2 separate regions of the Pan troglodytes genome follow, and region 1 is linked to region 2. A link is a contact called in public HiChIP or PLAC-seq data. All regions are on one chromosome and are shown on one strand. The core of a region is the stretch at or near the end of the contact, and the rest is flanking DNA. Distances in the headings are between cores, read along the strand shown. Region 1 holds the start of EXOC3L1 (exocyst complex component 3 like 1). Region 2 holds the start of CES3 (carboxylesterase 3).

The links. HiChIP or PLAC-seq counts read pairs in DNA pulled down with a chosen protein or histone mark.
Region 1: a contact with region 2 is called in an H3K4me3 HiChIP or PLAC-seq map of stem cell-derived excitatory neurons, with 10 times the contacts expected there. The contact joins the promoter of EXOC3L1 here to the promoter of CES3 in region 2. A contact is called at or near these places in 1 of 7 Hi-C or Micro-C datasets (stem cell-derived neural progenitor cells) and 1 of 1 datasets of contacts at active chromatin or transcription factors (stem cell-derived excitatory neurons).

The regions. Positions count from the first base shown.
Region 1 is chr18:65,234,259-65,239,565 of NHGRI_mPanTro3-v2.0_pri, reverse strand. EXOC3L1 (exocyst complex component 3 like 1) reads left to right here and starts at 3,171. Exons shown (of 11, transcript XM_063797240.1): 1 at 3,171-3,334; 2 at 3,622-3,674; 3 at 4,114-4,274; 4 at 4,355-4,574. The coding sequence starts at 3,629. It overlaps E2F4 (E2F transcription factor 4), which reads right to left and starts at 1,177. Exons shown (of 10, transcript XM_016930023.4): 1 at 945-1,177; 2 at 436-545; 3 at 136-297. The coding sequence starts at 1,079.
Region 2 is chr18:64,992,787-64,997,793 of NHGRI_mPanTro3-v2.0_pri, reverse strand. CES3 (carboxylesterase 3) reads right to left here and starts at 3,150. Exons shown (of 13, transcript XM_016929993.4): 1 at 2,994-3,150. The coding sequence starts at 3,072.

The DNA.
Region 1 (5,307 bases), core at 1,922-4,421, 240 kb before region 2:
CTCTGAGGAGGGAGCCTGAGGCTGGGCCATGGCCAGTGGCTATAAGACAAACTCCCAAGAGGAACAGGGCTCAGGGCAAGTTGAACCAGAGGGCCCCTTGCCCACTCCCCCCAGCAGGGACCGCCAGGAGGATATCAGCTGTTCTGCACGTCCTCTGTGACGTTCCGGATGCTCTGCTGCACCCACACCTTGTGCTGGTCTAGTTCTTGCTCCCGCTGCTGCAGCTCCTCGATCTCTGCCTTGAGCTCAATCAGTTTGTCAGCAATCTCCCGGGTATTGCAGCCAGGCCCCACACCCCTGAGCCCAGGGAGTGGGGCTGAGAGGGACTGCTGAGAACTCTGGGTCCCATGGCCCCTGCCTTCTTCGGCACCCTCCACCCCACGCCCGACACTTCTGGGTGGGAGACTCTACTACCCTCCCACTATGCCCACTCACTTCCACTGGATGCTGTTCTTGGACTTTTTCTCGATTAGCCCGATACCTTCCAAAACATTGGTAATGTCGTAAATCCGCCGCTTCTGGCGTACAGCTAGGGTGTCAGCTGCCTGGCAGAGAGAATGGAGAATGCTCAGCCCCACTCTGGGGTGTACCCCCAGCCACCCTGAGACGTGGTCTGGGAAGGGAGTAATCTGGATTCCAACCCTGTAGTGCCTCCCAGGCGCTACTGCAGCTCAGGACCGCAGCTCTGTCCCATAGGCAGCTCTTCTCCTCGCCAGCCAGGAAGGGCCACGAGGACGAACACCTGCAGCCCCGAGCCTGGCCCATAGCTGTAGCTCGATGGCCTCGGCCGAATGAATGAAACATCCCCCGGCTTCTCTCCTGTGAGAAAGCACACGATGGCGGCCGGCTCTCGGAGGACCCAGCTGGGCCGCCCCCGGGGTTCCCGCTACCGGCCCAGGCCTGGTCCACCAGCCTCCCTTGTCTCCCCTTAGCCCAGGCCGCACCAGCTTGAGGTCAAGCACGCCGTCCTTGGCCTCCTGCAGAAGGGACACGAACTTGGTGGTGAGCAGTCCCAGGCTCTTTTCGTGCCGGCTTGGAGTGCCCGGGGGCGGCGGCGCCTGTGGCCCGGCCTCCGCCATCGCGCCCGCCCGCCGCCTCCCCTCAGCCAGGCCAGGCCAGGCCGGCGCCGCCGCCACTTCCGCTTCCGTTCCTGGCCGCCCGGCAGCCGGAGCCAGCGTTACTGCTTCCGCTTCCGTCCCGTGCGCCTTCCAGGGAACGTGGCGCTATTGCTGTCTGTGGGTGCAGCCGCAAAACTTCAGGGACCAGTAGCAAATGTCCAGCCTCCGAATAAGACGAAAACTACGTGGGTAGACCGGGGAGTTGGGATGAAGTTGGGGAGGAATGAGAAGGGCGTCAGTGGGCCGCCCTGGCAGTAGAGAAGGGGACGCCATCGGAACTTTCCTTGCCAATCTGCCCCAACATCACTAACTCTGCCTAGTCCCCATCTTGGGAGAGGAGACCACACTACCTGACTAATCCAATCTGCTCCCTCAAACCTGTTCCTTTTCCGTTTTTTTCTCTTTATTTATTCTTTTATATATTTCAAACTCATTTTACTGCCACATCAAACCTGTTCCTAAAGGCTGCCCTACTGTCTTGGGGTCACCCCATCTATTCCTATCCCTCACTTCCTGCCAAACAGCAAGCACTAACTATATCTACCTTGTCCACCTTGTTCCACCCATGGTCCTAGCCTCATCTTTCGCTCATCTTGTCCTCACAGTACAGTGCTCAGAGACTATGGGGTTATGAACACTTCAGCCAATGCAAACGTGTTTACCTATGTGTAAATATCAGTAAAGCACTCAGTCATTCCTGGCATGCAGGAATGTGTGATAGGGTCATTTTGTAACTTTTAACATTGTTACTATTTATTATTGTTTCTTTTAGATCAGGTTCTCTGGGAAATGGGACTCGAGACAGGGTTTTGCAGCAAGTTTGTTGGGGATCCACACTTTTTTTTTTTGAGACAGGGTCTCACTCTGTTGCCCAGGCCAGAGTGCAGTGGCAAGATCAATGCCGTCTCAGCTTCCTGGGCCCAAGCGATTCTCCCACCTCAGCCTCCCAAGTAGCTGGGACCACAGGCATGCACCACCATGCCCGCCTCATTTATTTTTAGTTTTTTAGAGATGTGGGTCTCACTATATTGCCCAGGCTAGTCTTGAACTCGTGGGCTCAAGCGATCCTCCCACCTCAGCCTCCCACAATGCTGGGATGACAGGTGTGAGCCACCATACCTGGTCAGGATCCACACCTTTAAGGGATTAAGACAAGCAGAATTGAGCAGATGCAATTATATTATAGGCCTCAGCCTATCCCACTAGGATCTCTGAAATTGGGGTAGCACTTCTGAAGGGTTCATGTTCACACGATGGTACCATGCTTTTGCACCCCAATATTGACTGAGAGACTCAGTGGTGTGATCTCAGTAGCCTACACTCCTGGCAGCTGGAGAATGAGCACTTCTGTCCTGAAGGGTGGATTTGGGTGGTGGACTGAACATCCACTAAATAATAATAAACCTTATAGTCCCTTCCCTGGCTCCCTATAACTCTCAAGATAAACACAGCTGCCCAGTTGCGGTGACTCACGCCTGTAATCTCCCAACACTTTGGGAGGCTGAGGCAGGCAGATCGCTTGAGCCCAGAAGGCTGCAGCGAGCTATGGTGGTGCCACTGTACTCCAGCCTTGGTGACAGATCAAGACCCTGTCTAAAACAAAGATAAACACAGCTTTCATGACCCTCTCCTGCCACCCCCCAACACACCCCTCTTCACAAGAGCTTGCCACCTCTCAATCCTCCGCAGAGGTACACATCCTCCTCAGAGGCTGGCCAACACAGTTTTCATCCTGTGCTGTTGATGTCGTCTGCATCCATATCTGCACACTCTGCCCACCACCCCAGGTTGAGGCCAAGTCTAGCAAATCCCTATCTCCTCTCCTGAGCACTAAGAGGTTCTGGGTAGGCTGGTCAAGACTGGTTGAGTACAAGTACACCCCACCCCCCCGCCCCTCAGGGAAGTGTCGCCCAGCTGTCCCCACCCTCCGTGCAGACACTCTTTCCTGTTGGGAATAAAATGCCAGAGACTCAGCTTCCTTCCTTTCTGTTGATGGCCTTGGGGAGGGAGGAGCCTTGGTGGGAAGAAGGGGCTTCTGGGTGGGGAGTGGGAGAGAGACTTCCTTGGGGAGAGGAATTCAGCTGCACGCTGGAGTCAGCTGGAGTTGCCCAGGCCCTCTGAGCAAGTGGCGGGCGTGCCCAGCTGCATTGGGGAGAGGGCTGTTCTCAAGGCCAAGGTCATTTGTGGAGGGAGAACTGGACACCTGATCAAATCTGGTAAGTTCTGTAGCAAACTGTCCTGTGCAGCTCAGAGCAGGACCAGGGTCCAGTGGAGGCCTGTGCCCACCCTGTCTCGCTTGACATCTGCAGGGGCACGACTGGGAAACCTAGCAGGCAAAGCCTCCCAGGTGCCCTCCACATCACACCCGCTCCCTCTCACTTCCCGAGGGGGCCGGGAAGAACCTCCTTCCTCCTCTCAGAAGGGCTTAGACAGAGGCAGCAGCTCACAGGGGCATCTACTCTGCCTGCTTGCCCCGGGCCCACCTCAGCTCTGGCTCCTCCAGGCCCACAATGGACTCAGCAGCCAAGGATGAGATGCAGCCGGCGTTGTCCCCTGGTATGAACCTTTTGGGTGGACTAGGGGAGGAATGACGGCAACAAAGATGGGACTGGCTGGGCGCAGTGGCTCACGCCTGTAATCCCAACACTTTGGGAGGTCGAGATGGGCAGATGACCTGAGGTCAGGAGCTCCAAACCAACCTGGCCAACATAGTGAAACCCTGTCTCTACTAAAAATAAAAAAACTAGCTGGGCGTGATGGCACGCGCCTGTAATCCCAGCTCCTCGGGAGGCTGAGGCAGGAGAATCGCTTGAACCCGGGAGGCGGAGGTTACAGGGACCCGAGATTGCACCACTGCACTCCAGCCTGGGCAACAGAGCGAGACTCCATCTCAATAAACAAATAAACAAACAAATAAATAAATAAGAAAGCTGGGACTGGGGTCGTTGGGCCCTCCCTCCCTGACTACACGGCTGCCCAGGCTCTTCCTTCCCAGGACCTGAGTGGCCAGAGCAGGAGCGGGCAGAGCAGCTGGCCCGGGGTGCAGCGCTCAAGTGGGCCTCAGGCATCTTCTACCGGCCGGAGCAGCTGGCCAGGCTAGGCCAGTACCGCAGCCGCGAGGTGCAGCGTACCTGCTCCCTGGAATCGCGCCTCAAGGTGGGCATGGGGCAGGGGGTGCGGGTGCTGGGACTGTGCTGCAGGGCTGGCCCAGCCTCACTGGCTCCATCTTTCCACAGTCAGTGGTGCAGTCATACCTGGAAGGCGTGCAGACTGGTGTGTGGCAGCTGGCCCGGGCCATTGAGGTGGTGCAGGGAACCCGGGAGGCCCTGAGCCAGGCCCGTGGGTTGCTCCAGGGCATGTCCCAGGCCTTACAGACTCTAGAGCCCCTACGGGAGCGGGTTGCCCAGCACAAGCAACTGCAGGCCCTGTCTCACTTGCTGCCTCGGCTGCGGGCAGGTGAGCATGCAGGGACCCTGGGCCTCAGCCTCCAATAGTCAGTCCACAAACACCCATCCCTAATCAAGGGGCGCCAGCCCACTAGATGGGGAACTGCATAGAGCAGCACACCAGGGACCTCCCAGACAGTAGCCCGGGCTTCCCATGGCCTATGAGGCAGGGTGCAAATCAGCTCATCCTGGGATTCCCACGCGTGGGATGCTTGAGTCAGGACAGACACCCAGTCATGTGACTCTGGCCACCTGGTTATCAGTATATTCAAACTCTTCCCTAACAGAGTGGCTAAGCGAGTACTGGCAGGACCCCCCGATTTCCCCTGCCTTCCCTCCAGGATCCTCAGCTTCCTCATATTCCATGAGTTCATGGGTTGACCTCTGGCCCACCAGGTCTTTAGGACATTGCCAAGATCCTCTTAGATTGGCCAGTACTCTACTGGTTATTTATTTATTTATTTATTTATGGTTTTTTGTTCATTTTTTGTTTTGTTTTGTTTTTGAGACAGAGTCTCACTCTGTCACCCAGGCTGGAGTGCAGTGGTGTGATCTCGGCTCACTGCAACCTCCATATCCCAGGTTCAAGCAATCCTCCTGCCTCAGCCTCCCCAGTAGCTGCGATTACAGGCATGTGCCACCATGCCTGGCTAATTTTTGTATTTTTAGTAGAGATGGGATTTCACCATGTTGGCCGGGCTGGTCTCAAACTCCTGACCTCAAGTGATTCACCCACGTTGGCC
Region 2 (5,007 bases), core at 1,901-4,400:
CCTCTTAATCGATAAAGAATTTCTACAAACAAAGAATATGTCACCTATACAACAGAAAAAGTAGCATAAGAATATGTTCAGAATAAGCAATACAAATCAGTGTCTCTCAAATAAACAAAGAGATTTTTAAGTCATTCATAGTAAGAGAAATGCACATTGAATTCTCACTGTGATGTCAACCACTCATTTTGTGGTATCCCAACAAGCAAGATAATCAGACGTTACATATTTTCTATCAGAAGTATGCAGCACCACATGTGAAGTAGTCCTCCAAAAAACAAAACAAAATAAAACCTAAAACCCAAATCTGATTATGCCTCTAGAATATAAATACAAGTTTACATGGTAGACAGGGGATAGAAGAACTGTTAAAAGACACCACCCAGATGCAATCAGCAAAACCTAAATGGTGGGATCCTCTCCAGAACAAATAAACTGGTTTCTTCCACATGCAACAAAATTTAGAAAGAAAATTAAAGAGAGGCAGATGGTAAATCTGAAGACTGAAAGAGATTCAAGAAACACATAAAAATGGCAGATAATAATAAGTGCTGGTAAGGATGTGGAAAACTTGGAAATTTCATACATTGCCAGGGGAAAGGTAAAATGGTGCAGCTGCTTTGGAAAACAGTCTGGCAGTTTTTCAGGGGATTAAACATGGAGTTGCCATATGACTCAGCAATTCCACTCCTAACTATAAAGCCAAGACAACTGGCGGGGCATGGAGGCTCACGCCTGTAATCCAAGCACTTTAAGAGGTCAAGGTGGGTGGATCAACTGAGGTCAGGAGTTCGAAACCAGCCTGGCCGACATGGTGAAACCCTATCTCTACTAAAAATACAAAACTTAGCCAGATGTGGTGGCGTGTGCCTGTAATTCTAGCTACTTGGGAGCTGAGGCATGAGGATCCCTTGAACCGAAGAGGCAGAGGTTGCAGTGAGCCTGGGCAACAGAGTGAGACTCCATCTCAAAAAAAAAAAAAAAAAAGAAAAGAAAAAAGAAACGTCTACTTATTTGCAGAGTATGAACCTTATTTAAATCCTGACTTAAAAAAAAACTTGTATTAATACAAGTATCATTTATAAATACTGAAGAACACGACCATATATTTGATTAAATTGAGAACATATTATGTTGTGGAAATACACACATACATACATATGTTCCTTTTCTTTTAGTAGGACATGATGAAAAATTTACAGATGATATGATGCCTGGGATTTGTTTCAAATAATGATGCAAGAGAGAGGTGGCCATCCAGAAAACACCAGGTTATATTCAACCTGAGAAAGCTGATTTAAACAGAAATAAACACAAGATCTTCGTCATTGCTGAAGGCGGACAATGGGTATGTTGGATTTGTTATACTACTGTTTCTACCTCAGACTTGGCTCATCCCTTGGTGCTGTGCAGCCCTTGAGCAGCCTTGACTCTCTCTGTGCCTCAGGGAGGTTCACATGCTGTTCTTATTCCCACCAGCTCCCACCTGCCTGGCACTTTCCCTTTTGGATCTCAGGTTCTGCTTCTGTAGGATTTGGGAAATCTGAGCCCAGTTTCATAATAAAAAGTCAGAAAACAGGTCAGGCACAGTGGGTGACTTTGGTAATCCCAGCACTTTGGGAGGCCGAGGTGGGTGGATCACTTGAGGTTAGGAGTTCGAGACCAGCCTGGCCAACATGGTGAAAGCCTGCCTCTACCAAAATATATATTTGTCAGATACACATATATTTATAATATAATATAATATAATATAATATAATATACGTGTAAAATATGGGACTCCGTCTGTTGCCCAGGCTGGAGTGCAGTGGTGTGATTACAGCTCACTGCAGCCTCCACTTCCTGGGCGTGAGATCCCCCCACCTCAGCCTCCCAAGTAGTTGGGAATACAGGTGTGTGCCACCATGCCTGAGTCCCTTTTTTTTTGGTAGAGACAAGTGTTGTTGCCCAAGCTGGTCTCTAACTCCTAGCCTCATGTGATCCTCCTATCTCTGCCTCACACAGTGCTGGGATAACAGGTGTGAGCCACTGTGGCTGGCCCAAAATATTTCAAAAGGTAGCCATCCGTGAGGCCAGGTAGATCTTCCTGCTGGGCTCCTGGTGAATTCTAGAATGTGACCAAGGGCAGGCATGGGAGGAAGCCCTGCAGGAGTGCACCATGGGGCGGGGGGGGGGGGGGGGGGGGGGCGCGGCGGGGAATATGGACTCCACCTGGGCAGATTAAATTGGGAAAGAGTCGGGAGAGGCAGTCAGATCATACACTTAGGAGAGTTTCAGGTGAGAGGACCAAAGGCCGAAACACTCCCCCAGCTTCTGATAAGGGCCTGGAGAAGCCTGGCAGGCACACAGAGCCTTCACCTTTACCCTGGAATCCAAGTTGTGCCCTTGCCCAGGATGAGGTAAATGGCATGAGGGACACCACGAGCTCTTTGGATCTTTTTTCTGGAGACAGATTTTTGCTTTTTCACCCAGGCTGGAGTGCAATAGTGTGATGAAGGCTCACTGCAGCCTCAACGTCCCCTGCTAAAGTGATCTCCCACCTCAGCCTCCCAAGTAGCTGGGACTACAGGTCACAGGCCACCACAGCCCACTAATTTCCTTTAATTTTTTTGTACACTCTGAGTCTCACTATGTTGTCCAGGCTGGCCTCCGACTCCTGGGCTCAAGCGATTCTCCCCCTTGGCCTTTCAAAATGCTGGGATTAAAGGAGTGAGCCAATCGCACCCAGCCACTGCGGCCTCTTAGATCTGCTTTAGGATTTGGAGCCTGGGGGCTTCTGCTCCCCAAGGACCACTAACCTTGTCTGAGTCCCCTTTGGAGGGCTCAGCGCGCCCCCCTGGCCAAGGACGCCACACACTGAGAGCCAGCTGCTGCCAGAAGCTCTTACTGTTATTACCCGCCGGCAGCACCGGCTACAGCCACAATCATAAGAGGGAAATGGACTGAATCCCCACACCCCAATCCCTCACCCACTCCGACCCGAGGCTGCCTACCCGGCCGGGCATGTCCTGGCGCTCCTGGGGCCCGTGTACTCCGCTGGTTCCTCGCTGTGGTGTCCCGCAGCCCGACCATTTCTGTGCTTCTAGGAGCCCACCCTGGGCGGCGGGGAGGCGTCACGTGGGGCTCAGGAGTTCCACGCTGTCATTTCCACCAGCTGCTACCTCCCAGGCACCTGCCCTCCCGCACTGTCAGGTTCTGCCTCCGCAGCATTTGGCAGATCTGAGCCCGGTCCCTGTCACCCCTCCGCGGGAGCCTCATTGTGGCCCTGGAGGAGAAGCAGCAGGAGCTCACAGGCCACCGCGCTCGGCCGCGCGTGAAGTCGGTGCAGCCGCAGGGTCGGCTCGCTGGTCTCTGTTCTCTGCCGGTGGACACGCTGCTGTTCACCCAGAGGCTGCCCCTGGTCGGTCCAGCCGTGGATCCAGTGCCTTGCCCAGCCTCGGAGTTTGGACAGGGCAGGGAGTCGGTGGGGTGCGCTTGCTTGGGCCGGAGAAAGGTGGGTCTGGTAGGAGAGCGGGACTGAACAGTCATAGGTGGGTGGGGATCTAGTGGCAGGCAGGCCCGGGCACAGCCACTTCCCTTCGGCCGGGGCCCCTTTGGCATCCTCAGAAGGGGCTGCGCGGCTTCTGTAGTCCTCCGCGATCCAGAGAATCCTCTCCTCAAACCTGTCGTTGTCCACAGGCCGGATGAGCGCGCTGGGGGATCGATAGGAGGGGGCAATAAACTAGAATTGGAGAACTCAGGAGGGCTTCTCTGAGGAGGTGCACATTCAGGATCCCCACAGTTGGAGAAATGGGAAGGAACTTGATCGGGGTGAAGGAACCGCTTGAGCAAAGGCAGGGAGGCGTGACGGCGCCCTTCATTCTGGAAGTTCCTCCTTGCTTTCAGGACTCAGTTTCCTGGGTCCCCCTTCACGGCCCCTCATCCCCTTACAGTCCAGGGTCTGAGGGTCTCCGCGGTCCCCTCCCTACTCAGTCACGCCCTTCTTTTGAAACGTACACGTGACCGCGGCACTTTCTAAGGAGCGCCCCCCTTTTCCTCGGTGGCTTTCAGTTTCCTCACCTCGCGTGGAGACCACGGCCATGGTCATTTATCCACTTGACGAACATTTCCCGAGCGCCTGCCGCTCTGAGCGATGGGGACCCGGCACTTCCAGGCCTCTGTTGCAGCAGGGGAGGCAGGCGCGTCACCTGGAGGTCCCGAGACACTGGGAGCCCTGCCAGGCCAGAGGCGACCAACTGGTCTGGGAACGGGAGTGTACTATGGTCCTGTAATTATGGGCCTTACAGTGTCTGAAGCCCGGAGGTGGAGGCTGCAGTGATCTGTGATTCTGCTACTGCATTCTAGCCTGGGTGACAGGACTAGACCTCATCTCAAAAAAAAAGGGGGGAGCAGGGGGTAAATTTAACTGTAAGTTATTTCACCATAAAGCTGTTTAAAAAAAAGAACTACTAAGTCTAAACAGTAATCCTGGGAACTGACTTTGGGAAGGTATATTGTACATCTGCAGAACTGAAAAACATACAGAGGCATGCATGCAGCTGGTGCACAATAAACGCTTTCAGAATGTAGTGGGAACATTATGCACCAATCAGTGTTCATTGAAAGGAAAGTCTCCTCCCTCTCTCAAGTTCAAGTCATTCCAGGCTTAATATTATCTTTGTCTGCCACCTGGTGGCCAAAATGGGCAATGTGGGTGTCCTGGTCTTTCACCCCAAACTTCAAAAGGCTCTGTAATTGGACTTAAGGGCTCTGGCTGGAAAGAAGGGAGACTTTTCCCATGGAAAACGGGTGCCCTGAGAGGCAAGTTGGTCAGCAGTAGGGGCATAAGGGGATTATTAGGGTTTATGGGACAGAAATATAGCCTCTTAATGACAGAGAGAATATACTTTGGTGAAACCAAGAGGCCGATTGAACACAATTGGCCACCTTTGCACACTGAGATAAAATATGAGGTTTTTTGCAGAGCAGGGAAGGAGAAAAGTCTAGGGACAACAATGAGGTAAGTAG